Linked DNA regions of Sus scrofa: region 2 is linked to region 1. The links are chromatin contacts, called in public Hi-C maps. All regions are on one chromosome and are shown on one strand. Each heading gives the region's core, a stretch centred on a gene start, on an enhancer-like site or on the middle of the called end of the contact. The rest is flanking DNA. Distances are from core to core; before and after follow the strand shown. Region 1 overlaps ADCY2 (adenylate cyclase type 2). Region 2 holds the start of ADCY2 (adenylate cyclase type 2).

What was found. A called contact is a pair of places that touch in the nucleus more often than the background predicts.
Region 2: a contact with region 1 is called in a Hi-C map of skeletal muscle, with 5 times the contacts expected there. The contact joins the promoter of ADCY2 here to the enhancer-like site in region 1. A contact is called at or near these places in 4 of 47 Hi-C or Micro-C datasets (embryonic fibroblasts, psoas muscle and skeletal muscle) and 1 of 2 datasets of contacts at active chromatin or transcription factors (skeletal muscle).

What each region holds. Positions count from the first base shown.
Region 1 is chr16:74,465,008-74,469,496 of Sscrofa11.1, forward strand. All of the region lies in intron 4 of ADCY2 (adenylate cyclase type 2), which reads right to left. Among named protein-coding and RNA genes, the nearest start is that of C16H5orf49, 180 kb to the left of the region's middle. Within about 2 kb of position 1,529, at least 10 of the 83 cell types and tissues checked have an H3K27ac peak or open chromatin away from gene starts, as enhancers often do. A contact at or near this core is called in skeletal muscle, where this site is marked.
Region 2 is chr16:74,727,887-74,732,275 of Sscrofa11.1, forward strand. It overlaps ADCY2 (adenylate cyclase type 2), which reads right to left and starts at 2,113. Exons shown (of 28, transcript XM_021077007.1): 1 at 1,861-2,113. The coding sequence starts at 2,088.

The DNA.
Region 1 (4,489 bases), core at 279-2,778:
ACGTGGGCCTTTCGTTGGTTTGGCAGTTGCTGCTGGCCGGCCTCTGGGTCTTGGTTCTCCCTGTGGCCACTCATCCTCCGTTAGGCTGGACTGGTTTCCTGACGGTGATATCAGGTCAGCAGTTCCAGAAATCAAGAGGGGATCTCGGGGCCCCCTAAGGCCTTAGCACAGAATTCATAGAGCATCAGTTTCCTATATTCTGTTGGTCAAAGCAAAAAACATGCCTGTCCCAATTCAAGGGATGGGGAAAAGTCGTGGTGTGTTCTATCAGACACAGACTGGGAGCCAGAGGCTTCCAAAATCCATGGTCCCAGGCCTGGTGGACTCAAGGGTTAAATCATTTCTAGGGGCTCTGGAGGCCCTGGGCCTCTCTGTGAGGACTCCGGGACCCAGGTCAAGTCGGGTCTCACCTACGCTGGACCCAAGTTGACTTTCTGTGAATTCACCTTGGGTCCAGCCTTGCCCACAACTATCTCTCGTCTCAGTCTTATTCCGAACACTTGCTCCAGGCTGGGCAGACACTCCAGAGGATAAGAAGGCAGACCAGCTCTGGGTGAGAATTGAGGAAAAGGCTACTTAATTCTGCCTACAGTGTTCCCATTTTGGCTTCCACCTCAAATGAACACTCGGGAAATAATTCTTAGAAATGCCTTTAAGCAAACAAGATAGACAATGGAAATTAAGCAGCTGTCTAGAAATGCAATGAGTCACTTTCAATTTATTTTAAGATTGTTTTAGACATAAATTCATATGAATTAGCTCAGTAAAAGAGGGTTTTAAAAAACTCATGTTGGTTTTTTGTCATGAAATAAAAATTTTAAAAATTGAATAGGATTAAAGAGATTTCTTAAATAAACAGTCTTGAAAGGAAAAGGAAAAAGTAATGAAATGGCATTTGGATGTGGTTCATAATTTTTTCTTAAGTGATCCATTGAAATATCTGGGAATGTTCTGTTCTGTTGAGTGATTTTTACTCAACTTCTTTTCTGGTAGCTGATAAAAGCATACCAGACCACACTACCCAAAGCAAGATGTTCTTTGCATGTAAAATATGCAATTATGATAGCGCAGAGGCATCCAAAGCATCCAATTCACTTGATGGACCTCAGACTCTTATTCAACTTGGATTCAAAATCATGAAACTCACATACAATAAAATGTGTGACCCTCAGTCATTTGTAGCCCAATACTGCAAGCTTACAGAATAAAAAAAAAAATCACACTTTAAAGTGCCAAAACATTTACAAAGTGAAACAGAATTATCTCTTCCCTTTCCAAATAATTATTTTTTAAAAAATCATGACAACAGACACTTGCATTTGCAAGTGTTCTACCACAGCTGTATGCTTCTATCAGTGCAAGCGGGCAGCCGCCAGCTATTCTCTGCTTCCAACAGCAACACACGATCAACAGCGGTAGTGATGACATCACTGACCTGGTGAGCTCACCGATCCCATCCACTCCGGTTACAAAAACTGGCCTAAACATTTCCACCGCGCTTATCATCTGATCCGGGCGTGCCTACTGGTCTTTTTACCGTATCGTTCATAACATTCCAGAGTGACGTCTGCTCATTTCTCCCTGTAAGCTCTGTCCTGCTGTACTTGGTGTTTTGTTTCTTTCTTCTTTCTCCTTTAAGATTAGCTCTTGCCCCTAATCTTTTATTTTTAACTTGTTTTTTAGAGTATAGTTGATTTAATAGTCAATTTCTGCCGTATAGCACAGTGACCCAGTCACACCCACACACACACACACACACCCACACACACACACTCTTTTTTTCATTCCATCATGTTCTACCCAAGAGGCTGGACACAGTGGCCTGTGGTGTACAGTAAGGACCCCATTGCCCCTCATCTTAAAGGGGATGAGAAGAGTCAGCTACACGGAGGCTGCTGTGGGGTTAACGGGATTAATGCTCAGAGAGGGCTGAGATCATGCGTGCTACGCAGGAGGTCTGTTAGCCTTGATGCTCAGAAACCTGCTTAGACTCGTTCCAGCCCACATGCGTGGATGTGTTCTCTGAATGAAGATTCACTTCATTGTCAACAATGCCCACTTACCACTCAGTTATTCTCTCTTTTCACTTACATTGGCTCCTCCGTTATGGTGTAAACTGTGCAGAGAGAATGCATTTTATTTGCTTGTCCTTTGCAATTCCAGATTTTTATACTAATTAAATGATCAGTAATTGTGACTCTGTTTGTTGATGACTATAAGTAGATTCATAAACTAGGTGGCCACATTCAGTTGCCATGTGAAAACTATAGGGCACAACCTCCCTCCCATGGTACGGAACGCAATAGGCCAACATTATAAAAAGCAACAAGGAAAATTCACCAATAACAGCAACAACACCAAAAAGGGCATGGCCCAGTATCTTAAACTTCTGGAACCAATGACCAAGAAGAGAAAGAGAAGGTACCAGGGCTGAGTGTGATGTGGCGTGTGCTTAGCTCTTAACCCCTGGCCACCTGTCTAAGCGGTCTCACTGAGCAGACAAAACCCAGAAAATTCTTCCTAATGCCTGTAAACCCTCAGAGAGAAGCAAATTAAAGGCATTATCAGTTTCCCAGCTGAGGGAGGATGGAGATCCTTGCATAGTAGAAACGGGGTGGCTCAATAGCTACTTTAAAGGGTGGTCCTGCAAGATCCCAAATAAATAAGTAAATAAAACCCTACGGGGAGGAAGAAGGCAAGAGCAGAAGGGGTCTCAGTCTACCCCAGTGTCTGCACCTGCGGACAATTCCGTACCTCCCTAGGGAGCACCTGGCAGTGCCTGGGGACACTGTTGGCTGTCACATCTGGAGGATGCTACTGGCACATAGTGGGTAGAGGGCAGGGGTGTGGCTCAAGATCCTACAGTGCACAGGTGGCCCCACAGCAGAGAAGGGTCCGGCTCCACACGTCAACAGCGTGGAGCCTGAGAACCCGTGCTCTAGGCAGCATCCCATTTCACCGCCTGTCACACACGTTGCCTGTGCTTAAAATGCAGCTTTGCTTAAGAAGGTGATGAAATAATTGGGTCAATAGAACCCTCTCACCATCCTTGTCCTCCGGGAAGCGCTGGAACTCAGGAGTCTTGGAGAATTGCTCCATGTCACTGTTGCGAGCATACTTTGTGCTGAGGAAAGCAAGGGACACGCTACCTGTGCATGGAGCGTGCCTGCCAAGGTGGCTGCATGACACTGTTCCTTCCTAGGGCTGCTAGGAGAAAGCGCCACGGAGTTCCTGCTGTGGTGCAGCGGAAATGAATCTAACTAGGACCCAAGAGGATGCAGGTTCGATCCCTGGTCTCCCTCAGTGGGTTGGGGACCTGGCATTGCCGTGAGCTGTGCTGCAGGTCCCACACATGGCTGGGATCCTGTTGTAGGCCAGCAGCTGTAGCTCCGATTCAATCCCTAGCCTGACAACTTCCATATGCTGTGGGCTCAGCCCTAAAAAAGTTAAAAAAAAGGTGGGGGGGGGAGTGGGGGCTTAAACTACAGAAATGGACTTCCTCACAGTTCTGGAGGCTGGAAGTCCAAGATCAGGGAGCTGGCAGGGCTGGTTTCTCCCGAGGTCTCTCTCGATTCAGCCCCTACCAGAGTCCTTCATCAGGACCACAGAGAAGGAGGTGGGCAGGATGCGGGGCCCCCACGGGGCTGCTGGGGTCGGTGAGCAGAAAGCCGCTGCCTGCTCTGACTTGCCCCCGCTGCCACTTCACTTCCAGAGCCTCACCAGCGACTTGTTTAAATGCTCTCGAGTCACTTTACATGTTCTCCAATCTCTCCTCTCGCTGTCCTGGTCCCCACACTGCCACCTTCTGTGGATGCCAGTCACCCAGCTGCACCTAAACTGCTAAGCAGCGGCAGCGCTCTGGGCCGCATCCGAGGCTGGCCGTTTGGCAAGGGGCTGTTTCCTCCCGGCAGAGGTGGGACAGGGCATCTTGCAGCCTCAAGGTCAAGGAGCAGAGTCCTAACAATGGGAGGGAACGGTGTCTGACACAGAGCCTCCCCCGCACAGCCCAGCACGGGGACTGGCATGCTTGCCATAAGGCCAGGAGACGAACAGCGCCAGCTTCGTGTGCCCATCACTTCTGTCCCCATGACCCAGTGCTGGTGCGGGAAAGTGGTGACAGACAAGAGAAAATGAATGAGTGTGTGGCGAGCCAACACCTCATGTATGGAAGCTGAAACCTTAATTTCATGTGATTTTCATGTGTCAGGGACGACGACTGTCTTTCTGATCTTTCAGAAAAGTCATCTAGCAGCATAGAACACTTTCTTAGCTCAAGAGGCCGTTACAGAAGCAGATGGTGGCTGGATCTGACCCCCGAGCTGTGTTCGGTGACTCCTGAGACGTTCTCAAAACTCACACTTAAAGGGGAGTTCCCACTGTGGCTCAGTGGGTTAAGAACCCGGCTAGCATCCATGAGGATGCAGGTTTGATCCCTGGTTCCGCTCGGTGGGCTAAGGATTCGGCGTTACCTTGAGCTGTGGTGTAGCTC
Region 2 (4,389 bases), core at 863-3,362, 260 kb after region 1:
TTAAAGCAATACCACTCCACATTTGCACCACGTGAAATGGAACATAGAGGAACTGTGTAGAGAAACACAGAGATCAAAGACAAATTAGGGAAGGGAGCGTTCAGCTGACTGCAATGAATCTCTGATGCCCCATTCAAGAACATCTGCATAGATCCAGGTTTAAGAAGTTGGAGATCAGTGTCATAGCAAACAAAGCAAGCGCTGTGTGTAGGGGAGGCATGAACTTCACACTTGTCTTTAAATATATTAATGGCGCTATAAATAGGCTATCACCTGTTCCTCCTTTTCCATTTGGAAGAGAAGCAGCCCAAACAGGTTTGAATTACAGATTCAACAGAATCACAAGCACACTGTCCTGGCAGAACAGACTTCCCGAGGAAAAGGAACCTGTCTTCTTCCCTGCACGAATGAAGAGAAACGGAAAGGAATGCTTCCAGAAACCCTACTTGCCAATAAGACTGAGCCTAAGTCTTTCTTCAAGTCCTCTTTGGCCCCAAAAGTGGTGACAAGAGACAAAGATGCCATTCCACGGAGCATTCTGGGCTGGTCATAAGGCTGTGAGGGCTGCCCGGAACTGACACCCGGAATACAGACTCAATCTGCTCTCGGTTTTGTATAGGACACGGACCAGATGTGATTGGCGGCATCTTGATCTTCTGCTTTCTAATGTTTATTCTTATCTCACTGAATTCCATCAGAAGGCAGCACCTCTTGACTAGTGTGCGGGAAAGGAAAACTTCATTTTTTAAAGAACCCATGATGATAACAAGTTTTCCCATGCATAATATTTGCACACCATCTGGCTCAGGATATCAGGAATAAACTGCCAAATACCAAGGACAGCTATTTTGCACACGTGGTGAAATAAAAGCAAACACCCACGCTTTTGCTGAGTGCATGTTTATAAGCTAAGCTAAAAAAAAAAAAAAAAAAAAAAAAGCCATTGGGTGCAGACAACCCCAGATCAAACCAGCGACCAAAAATATCTCACTGGATAATCAATGGCTGGCACCCAATCTGCACATACATATCATAGGCGGTGCAAAAGTTTGAACCACACCAACAGAAAGATCAGTAACAGGAAGTTTACTGCCATCTACAGATTTCCCCTCTCTGCTCAAGGGAGTGAGCCAAGGATTTCTGCTGGAAAAATATAAATTGGCCAAACTGACATCAGCCGTGGAGTTGCATTATGCTCCCAGTGAGGAAATCCAGTTTGATAACCTGTACAGAACAGCGACCACCATCAACAGCCACGGTCCACCGATGCTTCTTACTTAGACACTCAGAGGATGCAGACTCACAAGTCAACACCCCCGTTCTCTCTGTCCATGGGGCTAAATGAATACAGATTTAAAGGCAGAGATGTACAATAACATACCAGCCTTCCGTTTCCTCGCCCTTAACCACTTTCCCAAGGCAGGTTTTTTTACCGAGTTAAAGAACCGTCCGACCCAAACTAAAATGCCAGCTCAGGGGCCGTGCAGCGAGCGGCCTCGCGGAGCCGCGCGATGCTGATTCGGATGGAGACCGACTTGAGCGGATGTGGCCGGCAGCGGCGCCGGGGGAAAAGCGCGGAGACTTTGCCCGCGGGTGCGCAGAGCTGGAAAACGCACGCCCTGCCGGTCCACCTGGTGCACGCCGGGCAACTTTATTTTGGGCAGAACCTTCCACGGAAACTTTTCTCCTGCCCGCAGTCCTCGCCCGAGCCAGGCCGGCCGCCGGCGGGCCGGAGGGGCGAGAGCCGCGGGCCGCGGGCCGGCCCCGGGCGGGCGGGACGCGGCTGGCGGGGAGGTCCCTCTCCCTCTCCTCTCGGGGCCCCGGAGCGCGCGGCGCAGGTCCCGCGGGGAGGCCACTCACCAGCCGGAGCGCGAAGAAGACGGCGAGCAGGGCGACGCAGGCGCCCATGACGATGAGCAGCAGGAAGACGATGAGCGGGTGCTGCTGGCTCATGCAGTAGTAGGACTCGTACAGCCAGTCCCGGGACCTCTGCAGCCCGTCGCCGCCGCCGCCGCCCGCCGCCGCCGCCGCCGCCGCCTCGGCGCGGTCCCGCAGGTAGCGGCGGCGCCGCATCGCCTCCTGCCACATCGGGGCGGCTCGCGGGGCGCCCGCCGAGCGCGCCCGGCCGGGGCTGCGCCGCCCGCTCGCCCGCCGCCACCACCGGCGTCCCACCCCCGCGCCGCCTCGGCCGGCCCGGCTGCCCGCACTCCGAGCTGCGCGCTGGGGCCTCCGGCGCGGGCGGAGCTCCGCGCCCCGGGCTGGGCGCGCTGACGCGCGGGCGGGGGCCGGGCGGTGGCCTCGGGGGCAGCTCCCGGCGGCGCCGCTGCCGCCACCGCGCGGGAGGGGGCGGGTGCGACAGGGGGCGCTCGGGCCGCCTCTGCCCCCACCCCGCGCGGCGCAGCCGGGCCTCCACCCGCCGCCGCCCCTCGACGGCCCGGCCGCGCGCGCTGATGGAGGCGGGGGCGGGCGGACCGCGCGGAGTGCGGCGCCGGGGGGCGTGGGCCGCGCCCCAGCCGAGGACGTCCCCCTGTGTGGCCCGCCCACACTCCGCCACAGCGCCGTCCACCTCCTGGCCACTCGCCCAGCCTGGGGTGGGGAGGGGGCTCCCACCGTCCTCTGCGCGGTCCTGGAGCACCGCCTGGGGGTTCCCACTCGCTGCCCTCCCCACCTCGCTCGGAAGACTGCGGGGGCTCCTAACTCCTCTCCGGCAGCTCCAAAGTGCAGCGGGGAGGGGCACTCCGACCGCCCCGGATCCCCGGCCTCGGAGTGGGCTGCGGGGGTGGGGGGGGCGCTCCCACACTGCTCCCCACTTTCGCAGAGCGCAGCTGGGGAGGACCCCTCCCATCCTTTGGCAGCCCTGCTCAGAGGACAGCGGGGACCTCCTCCTTTTCACTGTCTGGGCGCTGGGATTCTCCTCCGCTCCGCACCCCCTTCGTGGGTAGTCCTTCCCACCCTCTTCTTCATCTCGGCCCGGCGGGTTGGGGGGCTCCCACGCGCCCGCCCCCTCGCCCCCGCCACAATCTCAGGGGCAGGGAGCTTCTCTAGGGAGGTCGGAAAGGCACTGAGATGCGAGGAGACCCCTTGGCAGAGAACAGCCCCAAATGCGCCATGGAGCAGAGAGGCGGGTGTGATTGAACGCTGCACCCCGCCACGTCCTCGGGGAGGCAGCCTCCCGCGCCCTGCGGTTTCAGCTTAAGTCACACTTTGGAGGTACCCGAGGGGGCAAGGTTTTCCGTGTTGGAGTTTAGGAGGAGCCCTCCAGCTGGTCCAGGGTCCCCGCTGAACCCCTGCTCTGGCGCGGTCGGCGGCGAGGATGCGACAGGAGAGAGTGGCTGGGCGCCGCGCGGGACGCGGGGCGGGGGGGCGGAGGGGCGGCTCTGAGCTTCGCTCCCTCCGTGTGGCCTTAGGGGACTGGGCGCGGGGGGCGCCAGAGACCAGGCTGGACGGTGGGAGCGGACGGCTGCTAGGGCAGTGTAGCCCCCCCCCCCAAAAAAAAACCCTGGTTAGGGGAAAGCGCATTGGCACTCCAAAGGAGCTCTCTGTTCTGGAGCTTTCCTCCTGCACCCAAGACCCGCAAATCCCACCTCCTCCCAAAGCCGAAGGAATCCAAGGACCCCAACCTGCCCTGTGGGGCACCAGCAAACAGCCCAGGGGCTTATGCCTATGAGCTCGTCGCCTGGGTCTAGCGCTGGGTGCTCTGGGCCCCGGCACCGCCTAACACTGGGGAACCTTCCTGAACAGGCCCCCCGCCCCCTCTGGCCGGTCCTCTCCTCCTTCCTGGCAGGGGCACGTGACCTGGGTAGCTGCATGCCCAGTGACCCCAGGACCTAAGCCACGAAGAGAGAGGGGACCCAAAGGCTTCTAGGGGCTTTATTTTTAGCCGCAGGGCATACGTGCTCTGCAGGGGGGGGGTGCGGGGGGGGGGGTGTAGGCCAGAGAAAGGCCCAGCTCTACCACCTGCTGCCTGAGATCTCGGCTGGGGATGGGGAGGGGGTGTCCAGGACCCGGGATCCTCCTGCCCTGGACCAGGAAAGGAGGGGAAAGAGGAGGAGGCAACGGACAGAGGTCCCCTACCCTGAATGTCCCCTGGCGTCTCCACAGGCTCCGGCTCTAGCGGGAGATGGAACTCTCTGTCGGGCTCTTGGTCTGCCGCTCCCACCCCACCTTGCCTGCCCACCTCGCTAACTCGCACACCTGGCTGTAGACATAACCCGCATGTAACCGGGTAATTGCAATCTGAGCCTTTCCCATGAATCCAGACTCACTCGCCCACAGGGCTCGGTTCTTTCTTTTGGACCAGGGGGACTTGGGGTTTGGGTGGTTCTGAGATCAAAAGCTGCAAGACAAGGACTGAGGAATCGGTTTACCAACGGGCAGCGGCGGATTACT